2 separate regions of the Mus musculus genome follow, and region 2 is linked to region 1. A link is a contact called in public promoter capture Hi-C data. All regions are on one chromosome and are shown on one strand. Each heading gives the region's core, a stretch centred on a gene start, on an enhancer-like site or on the middle of the called end of the contact. The rest is flanking DNA. Distances are from core to core; before and after follow the strand shown. Region 1 holds the start of Ifna4 (interferon alpha 4). Region 2 holds the start of Ifne (interferon epsilon).

Evidence for each region. Promoter capture Hi-C pulls out the DNA fragments that hold promoters and counts their contacts.
Region 2: a contact with region 1 is called in a promoter capture Hi-C map of macrophages, with 6 read pairs. The contact joins the promoter of Ifne here to the promoter of Ifna4 in region 1. A contact is called at or near these places in 3 of 39 promoter capture datasets (liver, macrophages and trophoblast stem cells), 2 of 15 datasets of contacts at CTCF or cohesin (the NIH/3T3 cell line and pro-B cells), 16 of 484 Hi-C or Micro-C datasets (the Ba/F3 cell line, CD4 T cells, CD8 T cells and 10 more), 3 of 115 datasets of contacts at active chromatin or transcription factors (CD8 T cells, embryonic stem cells and intestinal villus epithelium) and 3 of 9 other capture datasets (adipose tissue, liver and pancreatic islet).

What each region holds. Positions count from the first base shown.
Region 1 is chr4:88,840,497-88,843,282 of GRCm38.p6, forward strand. Ifna4 (interferon alpha 4) reads left to right here and starts at 1,320. Exons shown (of 1, transcript NM_010504.2): 1 at 1,320-1,963. The coding sequence starts at 1,365. The coding sequence ends at 1,925.
Region 2 is chr4:88,878,685-88,881,704 of GRCm38.p6, forward strand. It overlaps Ifne (interferon epsilon), which reads right to left and starts at 1,517. Exons shown (of 1, transcript NM_177348.2): 1 at 854-1,517. The coding sequence starts at 1,495. The coding sequence ends at 917.

The sequences.
Region 1 (2,786 bases), core at 70-2,569:
AATTCAGCATTTCACATATTCTTTGACTGTTGTGTCAATGTTTTCTATGGAATCTTCTGCACCTGAGATTCTCTCTTCTAACTCTTGTATTCTGTTGATTATGCTTGCATCTATGGCTCCTGCCTTCTTCCCTAGATTTTCTGTCTCCAGACTTGTCTCCCTTTGTGATTTCTTTATTGTTTCTATTTCCATTTTTAGATCCTGGATAGTTTTGTTCAATTCCATCACCTGTTTGCTTGTGTTTTCCTGTAATACTTTAAGGGCTTTTTGTGTTTCCACTTTAAGGGTTTCTACCTGTTTACCTGTGTTCTCCTCTTTCTTTAAGTGAGTTATTTGTGTCCATCTTAAAGCACTGCATCATCATCATGAAAAATGACTTTAAATACATGTATTGCTTTTCTGGTGTGATGGTGTATTCAGGACTTGTTATGGTGGGAGAATGTTCTGAGGATGACAAGTAAACTTGGTGTTTCTGTTGCTTCTGTTCTTATGCTTGCCTCCTGCCATCTGATTATCTCAAGAGCTCCCTACTCTTGCTTTATCTGATTGGAGCCTGTCCTCCCTGTAATCCCAGTTGAGTCAGAATAACTCAGAGTCCAGCTTTCTCTGTGATCCTGTGATTGCGGGATCCTGTGATCCTGAGATTCTGGGTGTGTCAGAGTTCCTGGGAGTCAAGCTTCCTCTGCAACCCTGAGATCCTGGTGTGACCAAGCTCCTGGGATCCTAACATCCTGGACATGCTAGAACACCTGGGAGTGGAGACTCCTCTGGGGACCGTGGGACTGTCCACTACGTTTGAGCCCAAGGTAGACTGGTGCTGACCAGCAAAGCTTGCCGGGCAGGTTTCCTGCATCCCTGGACCCTGCTGGTTCCAGTTACCCCCACACTTTACTTTTTTGACAGAAATATTTATGTAAATAGTATAAATAAAACAAAAAGGTTGTAAAATAAATTACAAAACTTTAAAATACAGTCATAGGGGGAAATTTTGTGTTTGCAGTAGATGTGCAGTTTTCACACAGAGACTGTATATCTGTGGAGTAGTGGTTAATGACAATTTAAGTGTAATTTAAAGAGAAACCCTGGAGAGTAGCTTTCTGAGGGCAGCAGTGAAACTGAAAACAATGATTGAACCCACATTCCCCAGGGGGGCGGGGGAGGGGAGGACAAAATCCCAGACACAAGCAGAGAGTGAAGTAAAGAAAGTGAAAAGAGAATTGGAAAGCAAGGGGAGGGTATTCCGAAAGGAGAAACTTGTATTTGTCCCTATTTAAGAGAGATGTACACAGCAGGCTCTCAGAGAACCTGTAGGAGAAGACTCAAACCCACAGCCCAGAGAGTGACCAGCATCTACAAGACCCACAATGGCTAGGCTCTGTGCTTTCCTCATGATCCTGGTAATGATGAGCTACTACTGGTCAGCCTGTTCTCTAGGATGTGACCTGCCTCACACTTATAACCTCGGGAACAAGAGGGCCTTGACAGTCCTGGAAGAAATGAGAAGACTCCCCCCTCTTTCCTGCCTGAAGGACAGGAAGGATTTTGGATTCCCCTTGGAGAAGGTGGATAACCAACAGATCCAGAAGGCTCAAGCCATCCTTGTGCTAAGAGATCTTACCCAGCAGATTTTGAACCTCTTCACATCAAAAGACTTGTCTGCTACTTGGAATGCAACTCTACTAGACTCATTCTGCAATGACCTCCATCAGCAGCTCAATGACCTCAAAGCCTGTGTGATGCAGGAACCTCCTCTGACCCAGGAAGACTCCCTGCTGGCTGTGAGGACATACTTCCACAGGATCACTGTGTACCTGAGAAAGAAGAAACACAGCCTCTGTGCCTGGGAGGTGATCAGAGCAGAAGTCTGGAGAGCCCTCTCTTCCTCAACCAACTTGCTGGCAAGACTGAGTGAGGAGAAGGAGTGAGTCCTGAGACAAAGTGTGGAGAGGACTTTTCTGGACCAGAACACTGCATCTCACTTTATAAGCTCTCCTTTAAAAACTCTCATAACTTTCATATATGAGTACAAACAACCTGCATAGATGTTTCAGCAATCTTGAGCAATTCTTTTCAATATGCAAAACCGTGTTTGTATCTGAATCCATTTGCTCTTTCTTATTTGTTTGTTTGTTTATTTATTTATTTATTTATTTATTGTGCTATTAATATAATTTAAGGTAATTATGTTAAATATTTCAGTCTCATATTTTTAATATATCATGTTATCATTTGTAATTAACTTATTTTCTATTCAAATAAATTTGATTCATAAGACACTTAGGATTAGTTAATTTGATATCTCCTTTTTTTTTTTTTTTTTTTTTTTTTTGGTTTGGTTTTTCGAGACAGGGTTTCTCTGTATAGCCTTGGCTGTCCTGGAACTCACTTTGTAGACCAGGCTGGCCTCGAACTCAGAAATCCACCTGCCTCTGCCTCCCGAGTGCTGGGATTAAAGGCATGCGCCACCACGCCTGGCTTAATTTGATATCTCTTTAACATTATCAAATATTTTTAACATTAGAGCCTACACTATAAATGAACAGTTTCTAAATTTCAGAGAAGATACATACATGCACTGCACAGTATTTAGACAAACCCTAAATCTTTTCATCTTCTTGTGTCCAGTATGTAGTATTCTTTTGGATGTATAGGCAGTATGCTGTGCAGTAGAAAACCAGAGAATCTTGCTCCTGTCATATTCCTTAGTCCAATTTGACAAAATATTCTCTGGATTAATTTAGCATCTGATTTCTGTGATGTCATATACTTATCATCTACTCTTATAA
Region 2 (3,020 bases), core at 267-2,766, 38 kb after region 1:
CTTCCTGCCCCCCATCCCTCAAGTCGGCCTCCACAGAACAATAATTAATCCTTACCATTTATTTCTCGTGTGTTCTTTAGTTCTTCACATGTAGTCAGTACAAATATTAAGATTACTTCATGGTTTTACACAAATATACTACTTATACACGTTTTACTTTTTTTTTGCTTTTATTTTTCTCTATGTACTTTTGTAGAGAAAACATCACGTTCTCGTCAAGAGAATCTTGTTCTCTTAGGTGAAGTTGCTTACACTAACTTCTGCTGATCTAGCAAATTGTAAGAGCATTCATTAACTAATCACCCGACAGAGTCTAGCACACAGGAAAAGTTCCTGCTTTCTCAGAAATGTGTTGAGTCTGCATATTTTTTCTTAATTAAACCTTGAGGTGTTAGTTAATAGGTTAAAAACAGCATGCTATTCAGTTGTAATCTGCATTATTATTATTATAATGAGTGAGATTGAATCTGTTTTCATTCTTCTGAAAATTGTTCACACCTTTTGGCCGTATTTCTATTATGTCTTTGTAATAGAAATATTCATGGATTGATGCTAACAAGTTCTGGTAAACATGAATTAATGCTGTATGTTAAGGAATGCTCACTACATTATCGAGATAGCTCATCGTATCTAACGGCAAAATTCTACGAAATTTCACCACTGAAGAACCAATTATGAAATTTTAATGAATTAATTTTAATTCCTAAATAATTTGAAGTTGGTAGAAAACATAACATGGCATGGCAAAATGGATATTGCAATGCATGCCATCTTAGAACACAGTTAAACCTGGGCAGAAGCAAAACAATGCAGCCACTTTACACCAAAAAGAAACAAATCATGTTCATATAGCTCCTCCCACTCCGCCACCAACCTATGTCTTTCAAATCCCCTGTTGGCTCTTGCTTCTCAGTGTTCAAGGGTCTGGGTCTTGTCTGCTCAGCCATGTTGTGAACCTGAACACAAAGAACATACAGCGGTGGATTTCTGTCTGGACAATGATCCAGGCACAGCTGCTGTACCTTTGGTTTTCCAAGTAATCGTGGATCCTCCTGAAGTATGCTTTAATCTGTAACCTAAGGTTCTGCGCACTCGAGCCCCCACTCTTCTGCGCTGCGTTCAGTCCACCCAGTGACTCCACGTATTCCAGCTGCCGGTGAAGCGCAGCTAAGACTTTTTCTATATGGTTTTCCTCCCAAATGCCCATAGTCCCATGTGTCTGGAGGAGCGTGAAGATCTGCTGAAGGATCTCGTGCACAACAGCCAGCACCTGTCCCTCTTGGTACTGGTGAGGACTCACAGGCTGCTGAGGAAGCAGGAAATTCTTCCTGTGTGCTAGACACTGCTGGACTGACGAGCTTGGCAAAGGTTTCAGTAGTTGTAGGCTTTCTCTGTTCATCCACAATTGGAAGGGAATCCGTTTCGGTTCTAGGGAGAAGATAGTGGAAGAAACCAAGAGCAGCAACACCGTTTCAGGGAGCTGTCTGTGAACCATGGTGGAGGGCACACAGGGATCTCTGCACACCTTGTACCACTCCAGTTCTGGGAAATATTTACCTCTCACGCATCTGAAACCCTGAGGGAGGGTGTTCTTTTCTGTTGTCTGTGTTTCCTTGTACGTCGTTTCCCAAGTTTATACCTTAGGTTTTCTGGTTCCCATTCCAGGGTTTTATGGAACATTTCCTTTACATTCCCCATTGTGTTGCTGTTTGAGGAAGTAACGAAAGAGCTGGCTTCACTGTGCACTTGTCTTGAGACAATGATAGTTGTCCACTCTGACCTACTATTACCACTCATTATTTATTACGTACAAGCCTTAACTAACACAATGCACTTTCTAAATGCTTACTCAGGCTTAGTAATGCACTTTTATTGAGAGCAAGCTTCCTTTTTCAAGCAGTGGTATTTCATGGAGTATTATTTATTATAGATCTGGTAGTGGCCAGAGCACACTCTGAGGTAAACATTGAAATCCACAGGCTGATAACTTTGAAACTTCATGTACAACTGTAAATGTGCACAAGTATTTGGGCATATTAATGTGAAAATATGTACCAATAACCTTGAACTATTTTATATTTCACCCAATCAGTTTAATATCTAATATTTTAGCTTACAAAATAAGATAAAAGTAAAACTTATCAAAAGATTGTGATTATAGCCTCATGATAGCAGCATAGTATGCACAACCTACAAGTTCAGTACAATGGCTACAAATGTGTTGGTCCTCTATGAATACATGAAACCAGTTAAAGATAACAAGATTGTGAGAAGAGATGGAAGTGGTTGGATGGTCCATTTTCCCTAGACTAGCTGCAACTATGGTAAGCCAATGAGAACAGCTCTACAATAGTAATGCCTCTTAAATTACAAATACCCAGTTCCACATTGCTAAGATCCTCCTGAGCAATCCCCCAGCCTACCTTCTTAGTTTTACCCGGAACAGTTGTAGTAAGTGAAGTCGAGGGAACTGGACTCCAGAGGAAGTAAAAGATTCTGTGATGAGACACCGTGACCATGGCAACTCTTATAAAGGAAAATATTTAATTGGGGCTGGCTTACAGTTCAGAGGTTTAGTCCCTTATTGTCATAGCAGGAAACATGTAGGCAGACACAGTCATAAAGTAGGAGCTGTGAGTTCTACAGCTTGATCTGCAGATAGCAGAAGGAGGCTATGTGCCACACTGGGCACAGCTTGAGCATATGGGACCTCAAAGCCAGACCCCACAGTAATACACTTCCTCCAACAAGGCCACACCTCCTACTAGTGCCATTCCCTATGGACCAAGTATTCAAACACATGAGTCTATGGGGACCATACCTATTCAAACCACCACACCTCTTAACACAGCTAATACTTAAAAGACACAGTGTTCCCCTCACACAACTAATGTTTGTGTGTTTGCTGATCGCTCTTTCTTTCTATGAATCATCACCTGCACTTCTTTAGTGACTATGGCTTATCTGAGGCCAAATCTCCACAGCTCCTTCTTGTATGTGTGTGTGTCCCTCTCCCTCTC